Linked DNA regions of Triticum aestivum: region 2 is linked to region 1. A link is a contact called in public Hi-C data. All regions are on one chromosome and are shown on one strand. The core of a region is the stretch at or near the end of the contact, and the rest is flanking DNA. Distances in the headings are between cores, read along the strand shown.

What was found. A called contact is a pair of places that touch in the nucleus more often than the background predicts.
Region 2: a contact with region 1 is called in a Hi-C map of leaf, with 4 times the contacts expected there. The contact joins the promoter of LOC123158613 here to the promoter of LOC123156670 in region 1. A contact is called at or near these places in 2 of 5 Hi-C or Micro-C datasets (both in leaf).

The regions. Positions count from the first base shown.
Region 1 is chr7B:499,465,990-499,472,261 of IWGSC CS RefSeq v2.1, forward strand. LOC123156670 (K(+) efflux antiporter 6) reads right to left here and starts at 2,448. Exons shown (of 20, transcript XM_044574826.1): 1 at 1,972-2,448; 2 at 1,719-1,762; 3 at 635-693; 4 at 436-508; 5 at 255-316; 6 at 94-169. The coding sequence starts at 2,287.
Region 2 is chr7B:499,725,097-499,731,368 of IWGSC CS RefSeq v2.1, forward strand. It overlaps LOC123158613 (probable inositol oxygenase), which reads right to left and starts at 4,070. Exons shown (of 10, transcript XM_044576532.1): 1 at 3,853-4,070; 2 at 3,570-3,669; 3 at 2,220-2,506; 4 at 1,840-1,899; 5 at 1,688-1,740; 6 at 1,480-1,602; 7 at 1,299-1,368; 8 at 1,105-1,183; 9 at 932-1,013; 10 at 564-826. The coding sequence starts at 3,883. The coding sequence ends at 800.

The DNA of each region.
Region 1 (6,272 bases), core at 1,198-3,697:
TATATTATAAATAGCCATATAAAAATGTATGTCTTACATAGTCCATACACATAATCGCGCAGAAATGAGATTTGAGACAAAAGAAGCACTCACTGGTTGTCCAAGGCAAGCAAAGGCAATTCCACCACAAGTAGCAGATACAATAACGACAACAAGATCTGAGATCAACCTACAGTAATTCACATACAAACCAAGTTATGAGTAAGGCAGATACTTTATTTTTGCTCATCCTCAGCAATAATTAGGTCACATACGTAAGGTCCAGCTGCAGTACAGGGTACTTTGACTTCCGATTTGATATAATAAAAACATTATCCTGGAATTGCAGTTGTGTTAATACAGCACACAGGTAAAACAGAGTAAAATAAAATAACACTATTGCATTCACAGCAAAAAAGCTTAAAAAAAATCTGCAATGAATTATAGCGCCTGTACCTTCCGATCAATCAACGTGGGAACATCCTCTTGCTCTGACCGATCCAAGAAAACCTCCTTGAATGGGAATGAGCTGGGGATTGAAAAAACGTAAACTTGGGATATTTGCTACTGATTGTGAAATAATCATAAAGGTTAAATACTTAAATCCACTTCACAGAGAAACAGAAAAATAGTCAAATATATAATAGGAACATACTTATTGTCTTTGGTCTCATTCTTCTTCGTTACTCTTCTGGCCACAGTTTCCAGAACTCCCTGGCAGGGTAGTACAAAACAAGATAAGTATAACCAGCAATTTTACACAAACAAGAGCAACACGAGCCAAGTGCAGTGCGACTGGAGATATAAAGTATGAATGCATCAACTTTTTGCAATTTATATCCACATAAAAACCATTATTTGCTTCAAAATGGAAGGGTGGTATATCTACAAATTGAGAACGTAACTGAACACAGAATTGAGAAATATAATAGGATAGTTGGATGCAACTCGAAGTAGCTGTAGATCATAGGTGTATCATGTAGAAGATCAAATGACTAAATGACTGTCAGCTGGAACACAGCACTAGGAGATTTATGCAAAACTCAAATGAGTTCTATTAGTAAGTACTCCCTCCGTCCGAAAATACTTGTCATTAAAATGGACAAAAAAGGATGTATCTAAAACTAAAATACATCTAGATACATCCCCTTTTATTCATTTTGATGACAAGTATTTCCGGACGGAGGGAGTAATAACTTACACCACAACAATTGTTTCACAAAGTTAGTCAGGTACCATAAGCAAATATTAGTTTTTGATTCATAATCTAACCTAGCACAGTAAACACCATTCAAGGTATTGTAGTCGGCATTAGGAAAACATCAACTCCTTTAATTTCACTAAGTCAAAAGGCCAGTAGGCTGAATAATTGGTCAACAGGTGCAAAACCTACAGAATGATACATGGAAGGATAACTGAATGCTTCGTCATTATTCATGGTGTAACCTCTGTCCAAATGTCAATTCCATCCAAGACATCGATGATATTCCACGCATGCAATACATATTCAGTCGTATCAACGCTAGTTATATTTATGAAATTAAACAGCATGTAAAAGGAGACCAATTTAGAAGTTAAAGCGCGCATATAATTAAGTATTCTCCTAAATCTAGAGAGTCGGCAAGGCCTGAACAACCATTTCATGAACATCGTAATAATGCAAAATTTTAACCAGGTTCCATAATCATTGTCAACGAACAATCCGACCACACACAAACAAAACTGCGCAGATGAATCACCTGCTTCTCCGCGACCGTGTTGTTGAAGCTGCCGGGGTCCGTCTCTGCAAAATCATAGCAGGAGAGATTAGGACGAGGCAGTTCAATCCAAACACCGAAAAACAGGCAGGATTGGTCAATTCCCAGCAGAGCGCAGCAGCCGGGGCCGAGATCTAGGCGGCCGGCCGCCGACACGCGCCCAAACCAGATCCCCGCGCCACGGGAGCCAACGAGGCGGATCGCGGGGAGAACGTCGGGAGTCAGATCCACGCACCTCCGCCGCCCTGGTCGCCCTCCGAGTCGGGGAACTCCTTCTCCAGCGCGCGGTCGATCATGTCGGCGAGGCTGTGCTCCTTGGTCGTGGCATTGCCCTGAGCCGCCTCCCCGCCGGCCTCGGCGGCCCCCAGGGCCGCGGCCGCGGCGTCGGCGCGCTCCACCGCCGCGACCGCCTCGCCCACGCGGCCCTCGTCGCCCGCCTCGGCCGCGTCGCCGGCCGCGCGGGGGAGGAATGCGACGGCCGACGCGATGAGCAGGGTGGCGAGGAGGAGGCGGGGGAGGACCGGGCGCTGGCGGCGGCGACGCATCAGCATCGCCGGAGGGGGGGCGGTCGGAGTGGGGTTTAGATTTTGGAAGGAAGGGCCGAAGCGTGTGTGGGCGCAGGGCAGCCGTGTGCGTGCGTGCCCGTGTCGGGGAAGAAAGAAAGTGGGGGGAATGCGTGAGTTGTGCGTGACTGTGCGTGCAGGTTGGAGGTGCAGCCGGCGGAAGCAGAGCAGCGATTTGTAGGGGAAGCAGTCTTCATTTTTGTTAGAGCATCTCCAGCCGTTGGCCCCTAAGAGCAAGTACAATAAATCCTAATCAGCAGGCTATAAGCCATTCCACATCATCAATATCCTAGCTGAAAGAGAAAGAAGGAAAGAAAGAGAAGGAAGCGGGCGCTTCACTCATCGCCGGCTCTAGCTCTAGAAACAAGAAAAAGTAACCCACATGCAGTCGTGTGCAAGGTAAAAAGCTGGGCGTTCTTTCTTCTCTCCCAATCAGGTGAGCTTCCTTGTCTCCATGCACATGCAAACATTGATTACTATAGTCATTCTAATAGCCAGTGTATAGTCAATCTATTGTACAAGTGGGCTGTAATGAAGGTTGTATGTGACATGGCCTTGGCATATAGCCAACAGCCGGCTCTCTTATTAACCATGCTCTAAGGAGGCGTTAAAAATCGCCTCTGGAAACGTACCGGCGTTAAACCGCGCGCTGGGGGCATCACGCCCCCCGTCGCGACGCCCATGTTTTTTTGAAAATTTAAATTACGGCACAAACACGGCGTAAATTCAACCAAACTTCGGCAGTTCGTCCATATTTAAAAATATTTTACAAAAAAGAAAAAAAAAGCTACTAGGCTGCTCCTCGTCGTCTCCCTCGCCGCCCTCCGCCCTTGCAGTTCTACATGTCGAGGAGGCTGTAGAACCGCGTGTAGTCGCCGCCGCCGTCGTCGCCGCCGTCGCGGCCGCCGTCCCTGCTGCAACCCTCCCCCAGTTGGCGCGGCGGGCTGGACGGTCCGGGGGCGTCCTCTTCGTCGTCGCTGTCAAGGATCACGACGTCGTGTTCATCCTCGCGCCCACGTTTGTGGGCGGCTATCTCCTCCAGGGCTCGGCGCTGCCGGACCATCTCGTCGCGGAGGTAGTCGTCCCGTGTCCACTGTAGGGCCTCCTCGTCGGAGAAGTCGGGCCGGGCTATCTCCCCGTACTCCGCGAGGAGGCCGGGCTCCGGCTTGGGCGCCACGAGGACGAGGCGGCCAGAGGGGGGGTGGAGTCGCCGATGCAGACGCCGGAGCTGCGGGTGCGCCGGCTGACAGGCGTGTCCTGGGGCTCCGGCTTGACGGGGCGGAGGCAGGGAGAGCCGGACGAGCGGCCGGACGAGGAGGAGGACGCCCTGGGCTGCTCCATGCGCCTCGGCGTCCACGAGCTCCCACGTCGGCGAGAGAAGGACGGGGGAGCGGGGTACTCGAGCATCGGCGTGTTGCCGCCCTTGATGTACTCGAGGACGGCCTCCAGCGTGCGACCGGGCACGCCCCACCATCGGTGCCGCCCCTCGGAGTTGAGCTTTCCGAAGGGCACGACGTCGTTGGTGGCCTCGGGCTGTTCGGCGTGGTGGCGGCGGAAGTATGGCTCCCAAAGCGGGTTGTCGGGGATGTACCGTGGTCCTTCCCTCACCGCCCGCGGCAGGGAGCGCGGATACGCGCGATCTCCGCACGCCCCGCCGCCCCGGTAGGCGGCGGTGGCACCGGGACCCCGCGGGGCGCTGATTCTCCATGCCTCGGGCACCCGCATGTCCGGCGGGACTGGGTACTCGGCCTCGAAGAGGAGACGAGTTTCGTCCTCGTGAAGGTGGCGGCGGCCGAAGCCGTTCGCCACCGCGCCGTCGCTTGGGAAGCGCTCGGCCATGCTAACTGGAGACGGCGAGAGGAGAGGGAAGAAGGGGGAGCAATGGCGCATCGGCGGTGGAGACTCTGTGCGTGTCACCGGCGCGTCGGGGGTCGACTTATATAGGCCGAGGCGTCGCGCGTACGCGTGGCCACCGCGTGTACGTGTGGCGGGCGAGGGGACGCGCGTCGTCCGGTCTTCACTGCGCCAGCCGTGAGGCATCAATGGAGGCTGACCAGCGCGGCAGCGCGCGGCAGCTTTGGCATTGATTCGCCATGGGAAACGAGGCAATGAGGACGACGTAGCGGCGAGGAGAGATACGAGTCACTGGCAAGGAGGGCCCGCGGCTCTTTCGCGCCAAAAACGATTTTTCAGGTGCCAATTTCGGCCCGAGCCGGCGAAAATGGGCCCTTGGGGGCGCGACTGGGCCGATTTTTTGGCGCCGGCGGCCGAAAAGTCGCCTGGGGGGCCTTGTTGGGGGCGCGGCTGGAGATGCTCTTAGTTATTGTATCACTTCCGTCCGGGCTTGTTGGTTGGGTTCATTATTTTGTTCCCTTTTATTAATAAATCCACCAACTCGTCGTATGGTTGTAATGGTAGTATCATAGCTAGTATCATACATGCCAACTAGGCAATTTTGATGATGTGTCTACTGCCAGCTCCCGAATCGTGGTGAATGGATCTACTGGGAACAAGTTTAGGCACGCTTGTGGGTTAAGGCAAGGTGAATCCCTCTCACCTCTGCTTTTCGTCATTGCTATGGATGTGTTGACAGCGATCATCGTGAAGGCGCATCATTCACAGTTATTGGGGAAGTTTAACGGGTGTGGACCGCTACAAAGGCTGTCCCTGTATGCCGATGACGTGGTGCTTTTCATCAAACCAACACTTGCAGACATGTCCTTTGTTGTGGAAGCACTGAGGATATTTGGAGAAGCATTCGGGCTCAAAGTAAACTTCGCCAAGTCATCGGCCATCCTCATTAGAAGCAACGAAGACGACGAGATATTGGTTCGGAGCATGGTGCCATGGCAGATCGCCAATTTCACGTGCAAATACTTAGGGCTGCAACTGAGCACTAAACATCTGACAAGATCAGACTGGCAACCTATTGTGGACACGGCTCTGAAGATTCTACCGGGATGGCAGAGAGGGCTGGTGCCCCGGCCGGGCCGGCTGATCCTCGTGAACCAAGTGATGCGTGTGAGACCCACACACCACCTGCTTGTGGCCGAGGCACCAAAGTGGGCGCTGGATAAGGTGGACAGTGGATGTCGTGCATTTTTTTTGGGCCGGCTCCGATCATATTCATGGGGGAAAGTGCACGGTGGCGTGGCAGAGGGTGTGCAGGCGGAAACAGATGGATGGGTTGGGAGTGATTGATCTTCACCGCCATGGCATTGCTCTCAGGATGAGATGGGAATGGCTCAAGAGATATGATGACAGTAAACCATGGCAAGGCCTTAATTCTTTCGTGGACAAGGATGTATGCCTAGCCTTCTCGAGCTTGGTCCATTGGCAGGTAGGCGATGGCACTAAGGCTCTGTTCTGGAAGGACAGATGGGTGAGGGGATCGACGGTGAGCGAGCTGGCGCCCATGCTTGTGGCCAAAGTGAAAACCCAGGTGCTCAACTGACGATTGGTCAAGGACGGCCTACTTTTGCACAATTGGATGAACGATATCAGGGGAGAACTGGATACAGACGGGCTCGCCCAGCTCATTAGGCTTTGCGAGGTCATTATGAACTTTGAGCTGCGCACGGGAGAGGAGGACAGAATGATATGGAGGTGGAACGGTGCGGGCACTTACTCGGCTGCTTCGGCGTACGCGATGATGTGTGAGGGAGGGGTGCAATTCCAGCTTGCAGACGCGATATGGAAAAGCGGGGCACCTCTCTCATGCAAGATATTTATGTGGTTGGCCGTCCAATATAGGATCTGGACGTCAGATAGGCGAGTTCGACACGGTTTGCAGGATATGATATCTGCATGCTTCTTGTGTGGTCAGGAGCAGGACACGGTGGATCACATCCTTGCACAATGCGTCTATGCCAGACAGGTCTGGTTCGAATGTTTTTCCAAGGTCGGGATACCTCTGCAGCTGATACCCGATGGGCATGAAAAGGTGGAAGAGTGGTGGGTGGCTTCGAGGGAG
Region 2 (6,272 bases), core at 2,820-5,319, 260 kb after region 1:
TGAACATGTCGCGACATGATTCAGGCAATTGGATATTGTTCCGATGGTCATGAAAGGAAGTGACTAGTGGAAACATTTTTTAGACACCTATTAAATAGACGGTCCCTAATTCTACTCCCCACGGAAAAAGTGATATTCTCGGAGCATCTCCAACAAGTGTAAGGTAGGTGTTGTTACCTAAAGACATATGAAAGATGTGGCATTAAATAAACGAGGAGAGAGAACAAAGTTGTATTCCCTTTGTCTAGGTGTATCAGACCCTTCTTATTTTGGGCTAAAGTTTGATCATAAATTCAATGCACAAAATATAAACTATATGTCACAAAAATTAGACTGTATGAAACCTCTTTTGTAGCACGTGCTTTATATTTTTAGAGATTCCCTCGTCAAGTTTTTGGGAAGGAATTTGCACACGTGTTTCAGCTTCCAAGGAGCAGATTCCGTTTACCAGAGAAGAGTGCAAGCGGCACATACTTTCACACATACTGTATCTGTATGTACTTGCAAGGCGAGTAAAATCATTTCGTTTACAACCGTAGAAGTAGAACAGAGCACACTCGAAAGACAACAAATACCGGCAAATAAATTTTATTAGGTATACGCATAATACGCATGGCTGATGGCCCTACTGGCAACGCTCGCTCAACTTGGATGTGACATGGATCCGTATATATAGTAGTATCACGCACCATACACGTACGACAGCTTGGAACAATCTTTCATCCTTTTTGCTTTCGACGAAGGTAAATAAACTATCATATGTTGTCTGGGTTCCGTTCCGTGTCTGGGTGCGGCCTCCTCACCATCGCACCTTCCCCGGGAAGTACTGGGAAAATTCAGAGAGGAAGCATCGCGTCAGATATTTTGCCTATCACAGGACTCTCAAGAGAGATGTCAGTGAGCGCAGCCGAAACAAAATCACTATTATTACCTTGTCGATGAGCGACATGTAGTAGGGCTTCACTTCCTCGACGTCGATCCTGACGCTGCTCTTGCTGTACAGGTCATACTTGCTGCAAGAACGATGAACAGAGATCGTGCTCAGCTTCTGCATTTCTCCCATCCTTTAAATCTACTCCATTTCATTTCTGTATATCGGCTTACTTGAAGACGTGCAGCCATTTGAGGTTCTCCTTGTCGTCCTCGTTCATCAGGTGCATGTAGGCTCCATGCTTGTGCAGGGCTGAATCGTTCGTGCATACCAAAATATTTGCAAGGTTTTAGTTACTTTGAAACTCAAAACTTCTACCCTGGCATGCAGAAAGAAAGTAACCAAAGCTATTGCGGCGCGCGCTTACGGTAGAAGGAGTGGTATCTGATGATGAACAGCCCTGCAGAAGGAAGGGTGGTCTTGTTCTCCTTGGCAACCTGAAGACGAACATCGTAAACAATATTTCAGAGAACACGGCATGCGCAAACTTCACCGTCGGCGACGAACGAGGGCGCCACGGCGAAGGCGAGGAACGAGTGAGGGTGTACCAGGTACATGTAGTCGTCATGGCCCCATGACATGAGCACGTTGTCCAGCCCGCACCCCTCGGAGTAGGCCCCGAACTTGGTGTTGAACTCCGGGTTGTGGTGGTCAGGGTTCTCCTTTAAGTACTGCGCGCATCGCAGGGAAAGAGACAGAGTCAGAGAGCAAGCAAAGCTTCAGCCTTCGATCGGCTCATAGGGTCCAAGTGCTTACCTTGAAGTGGACGTTGCATTCGTCGAACGCGCAGCCGACGGGGAAGGTGTCACCTGAAGAAAGATGCCACGAAGCTCGTCAAAGATTCAGAGCTGAATTTGGGACAGGCTCTGGAGAGGTTTGATCTGCAAGTGTTTTGCCGATTGATTTACCTACGACTGCCCACTGAGGTAGCTCCCCGAAGCTGGGATGCAGCAGCACCTTGCCCAGATCTGCACACCGTGGCAACTCACATGAGAAAAAAGAACCGTATGCGGGGCCGGTCTGTCCGCCGGTGGCTGTTCTAGGTGAGCCAAAAGAGGACTACAATGTACTATTGTTGGTTATCCCCGGGGAAAAAACAGATACAATTATGCCAGGAGAGTAATGACCTTGTGTAATATGGGATTGTGGAACCTTGTAACACACTCTAGACCCTAGGTAGTTATGGTTGTAAAACGAAATGGATTCAAGATTCTAAAAGAATCTGGTGAGGGATCTGATTCTCAAGATTCTGAAAAAAAGTCTACACTTGTAAAAGTTAGTTAGTTACCATGGATGAGGCCAGTGAGGTGAAGCCAGTCCTCATCGGGGTAGTCCTTGCGGATGGCCTCGGCGGTCTGGAGGAGGTGCTCAATCTGTGGCATGTCCAGGTCAGGGTCGCTGTCGTCTATGAACTCGTTGAGCAGCTCGATGCACTCCCAGATGCTCATCTCCGTCTTGTCCAGCCGCCCATATGCATCCCGCATCCGCTGCACAAACTCGTACGTCTGGTTGATGTGGTTCACGCGGTAGAACTCCTCCACCGTCTTCTTCCGCTCCGACTCCGCGTCGTAGTCCCTGGAGGCATGTATCAGTTCCCACTTCAGTATTGTTCATATACCACTTCTATATCTAAATGTAAGACGTTTTCGCAGTTTAACTGAACAGCCAAAACGTCTTATATTTAGGAACAGGGGTTGTAGTAGTTATCAATTTGATACGCGGAAAGGTTTGATAAGCATGTGGCATGGAGTGCGTGTGGAGACAATGCCCTGCCGTGCGAGCTCTGCTTATCGCGGAAAGTAAAAAACGGAAGACTTTGAAAGCTGAGATACAGAGAAATGTTTCTGATGGACATTTTACTCAATTTCCTAGCATATCCAGTGGGAGTTTCTTGTCAAGTTTTTCTTTTCTTTTTTCTTTCTGCGAAAATGATAAGATTCTTGCCCAGTTTAACTTCTGCTACTCCAATTTTAGTCAATTTCCCTAGCAGGAGGACAGCGTGTTATTGGTTTCAGCTGCTTCTAGGAGGTTCTTACCAATACCGTTATGCATAACATTCTTGTCTATCTTAGGGTGGGGGCGAGGGGGGTGCAGAGGAAGCAACAACCTCCTTTTCTATCTTAGGGATGCAGAGGGTGCATGGGGAAGCAACTTCCTTGTCTATCTTAGGGGTGCTGCGGGGGTGCAGGTTCATCCGAAAATCTCACGTGGTTCGCCTGTTTAGAGGGATGCTCCGGGGCGAAGGCAAGCATGATGGTGGGGAGAGGTTGAGGGGAGGGCGGTGCGGCGAGGTTGTCGCTGGAGCGCCGCCGGCCGCGAGTGGCGGCAGCATGCGGCCGTGCCGGTGGCAGTAGGTGGCGGGAGGCAGAAGAATACAGGACAGAACACGATCTGTTAGGGAGAGAATGGTTGGAGGAAGAAGACATAATGTGGTGCGCTTGTTTTCGCTCTAAGGCTTCAGAAATTTCAGCAGACTGCCCCCTAGCTAGTCCCTTTGTTTTGTCCTTTCTCGTGGGACATAAACAAAATTTCAACAGGAGAAACATGGTTCACGCCTTAAAACGTCTCACTTGAATTGATGATTTTTTTCATCCAAGAACCATGGGAGCTCGAGGAAAGAAAACCCATGAGAACTCACCTGAAGGTGTGGCCGAAGGCGTTGGAGTCCGGCACGGTGAAGCCGCCGTCGAGCACGAGCTCCCCCTGGTCGCCGGCGACCTTCCTCTCCGCCGCCGCATCTGCAACCGGCCAACAGAAATTCGAGCTAAATTCAGCACCACGCCTATCCCACGACGTTCTGTTTGCGCACTCAACCTCCAAGAAACATGAACAGAAACTCAACAAGAACAGGCAAGGGAATTATTCAAGAAGAAGAAGCAGAGAGAGGAGCACGCAAATGATATGGGTAAGAAGAGTCTCACCAAACTGAGGCTGCTCGATGATGATGGTCATCTTGAACGGAGAAAAGATTGCCGATCGGAGCTCGCAGCGGCGAGGACGGCAGAGAAGCAGGGTCCAAGAAGACGGTAATGGGTATGCTCGGCTCTGCTCTGCAGGCGGCAAATCGCGAGCGGTATTTATAGGAGGGCCGAGGGGAGGAGGGGCCTGGGCGTCAGCGAGTGGTTGTTGGGGTGGGAGAGATGGCAACGGAGGCCGGAGGGGGATGTAGGAGCCGAAGAGTGAAACGTGACGGCGTGTTGATGGCGCTATCCTTCGGATTTTGGATTTATTAAAGGGGGTCAGTGACTCAGCCATGGCGTGGAGCTACGCCTGTGGATGACAGCAACAGCTCATGCCGTCTGTTTTCTGCCTTTTTGCTAGGGCCTATTTTCATTTCCTTCCTCGTCCGGTTTTCGCTCTGTTATTAATATATTTTATTACACCCTATATATTATTTTACGGAGGGAGTATTTTTGTGCAAGAGGTATTAAACTGGCAGCTTGTGGCCTCTTCCTCTGGCTATAACGAAAAAGAAGAAAAAGAAAAACTTAAGGCCACTTTAATTCAGAGGGTTGAGATCTTATGAATTTTTTATATGTGAGTTGTTTGATTTATATGACAAAATACTAGATAATTTTCCTAAATAACGTTTTGAAACTGGAAGGGCACGAACCAATGCTTATGCGGACGCTTAAAGAAAGGCTCATTCACTTCAACACATATTTTGGTAAAATTAATCATGTACTATTCAAATGGGCATGAAATTCCAGCCATGTGCCCCCACCCCCCTAGTTTTGAAACTCTATGAATGAAGGAAGTCTTTATCTTTATGTTTTACATTTTGGTTGGCCATAAAAAGACGAGTAATGTTGCAGTGACAGAACAAACATGTTTTTATGGATTCAAAATGACTGGCATTAGGTGTCATTTTCTCAATGAAGATTAAGGAGGAAGGAGGGTCCCACCCACATGAAATTCGGGGGGGGGGGGGTCCATATTACCTCCGTTAGTACCCATCCGTGCATCTAGGATTCCCTTCGCCACCCCCCCCCCCCTCCTCGAGAGACGGGCGGCGGGACTTGCCAGAGGCAGGAGCGGCGGTGGTCTCACTCAGAGACCACTTCTAGTCGTACTTCACTATCTCCGCGTCGAGGCGGCGGAGAACTTGCTTGTCTCGACCGTGGTGGTCGACCGGTCGATGATCCAGGCCGTTGCGAGCTCCCGGTCCTTGAGGATTTGCCTTGGCGGGACGCCTGAGTCCGCGAACTCCTCCAGGCTCACAGCATTCCACCGTTGCCGCTCCCTATCTGCACTCTCCTCCACCGTCAAGGCGCTTTGAGATTTTGGATTTATTAAGTGGGTCAGTGACTCAGCCATGGCGTGGGGCTATACCTGTGGATGATAGGAACGACTCATGTCGTGTGTTTTCTTCGGTTTTCCTGGGGTCTATTTTCACTCCCTTTCTCATCCAGAATTTGCTTTGTTATTAGTAATATACGAATATCTTGTGCGAGAGGTATTAAACCGACAGCTTATGGCCTCTTCTTCTGCCAAGAACAAAAAAAGAAGAAAAAGAAAAACTTAAGGCCAGTTTAATTCAATCGGTTTTTATCAGAAGAATAGAGGGTTGAGATCTTATGATTCTTTTTTTCTATCTGAGTTGTTTGATTCATATGAAAAAATACTAGATGATTTTCCTAAATAACATTTTGAAATTGAAAGGGCAAGAACTAATGCTTATGCGTACACTTAAAGAAAGTGCTCATTCACTCCAACCTATTGGAGACAATGTTTTGTATTTGCCATGGTGCATTCACACATATTTTGTACAAATTAAATTATTTTCTCTTCAAATGGGCATGATATTGCAACCATGTGTTCCACCCTCAATTTTGAAACTCTACGAGTGAAGGAAGTATTTATCTTCTGGTTGGGCATAAAAAGACGAGTGATGCTATAGTGATGGACAGACAGTTTTTTACGGATTCAAAATGACTGACATTAGGTGTCGTTCTCTCAATGAAATTTGGGGGGGGGGGGGGGGGGGGGGGGGAGGTTATTAGTTATTAGTATGGGGGGTGCGTAAAACCTCCGTTTGTATCCATCTGTGCGTTTAGGATTCCTCCCTTGTCCCACCCCCACGTCCCAATTCTAAAATATAAAAGGTGTATACATTTGTACAAATGTCGATCTTTTAAATCTTTGGTAAGTATCAACATCTAGAATACAAAATCAACATCATTAGATCGCATGAAATATATTTTTATATTTTATTACAAGAAATCTAATGACCAGTCGACTGGTGGTTAGCGAGATATTCGGACGATGCGTTTAGCGAGAGAATCCGGCGTCTGCCACTCTGCCTTTCCTTTCCAATTTTAATTCTCGCACAAAAAGAGCA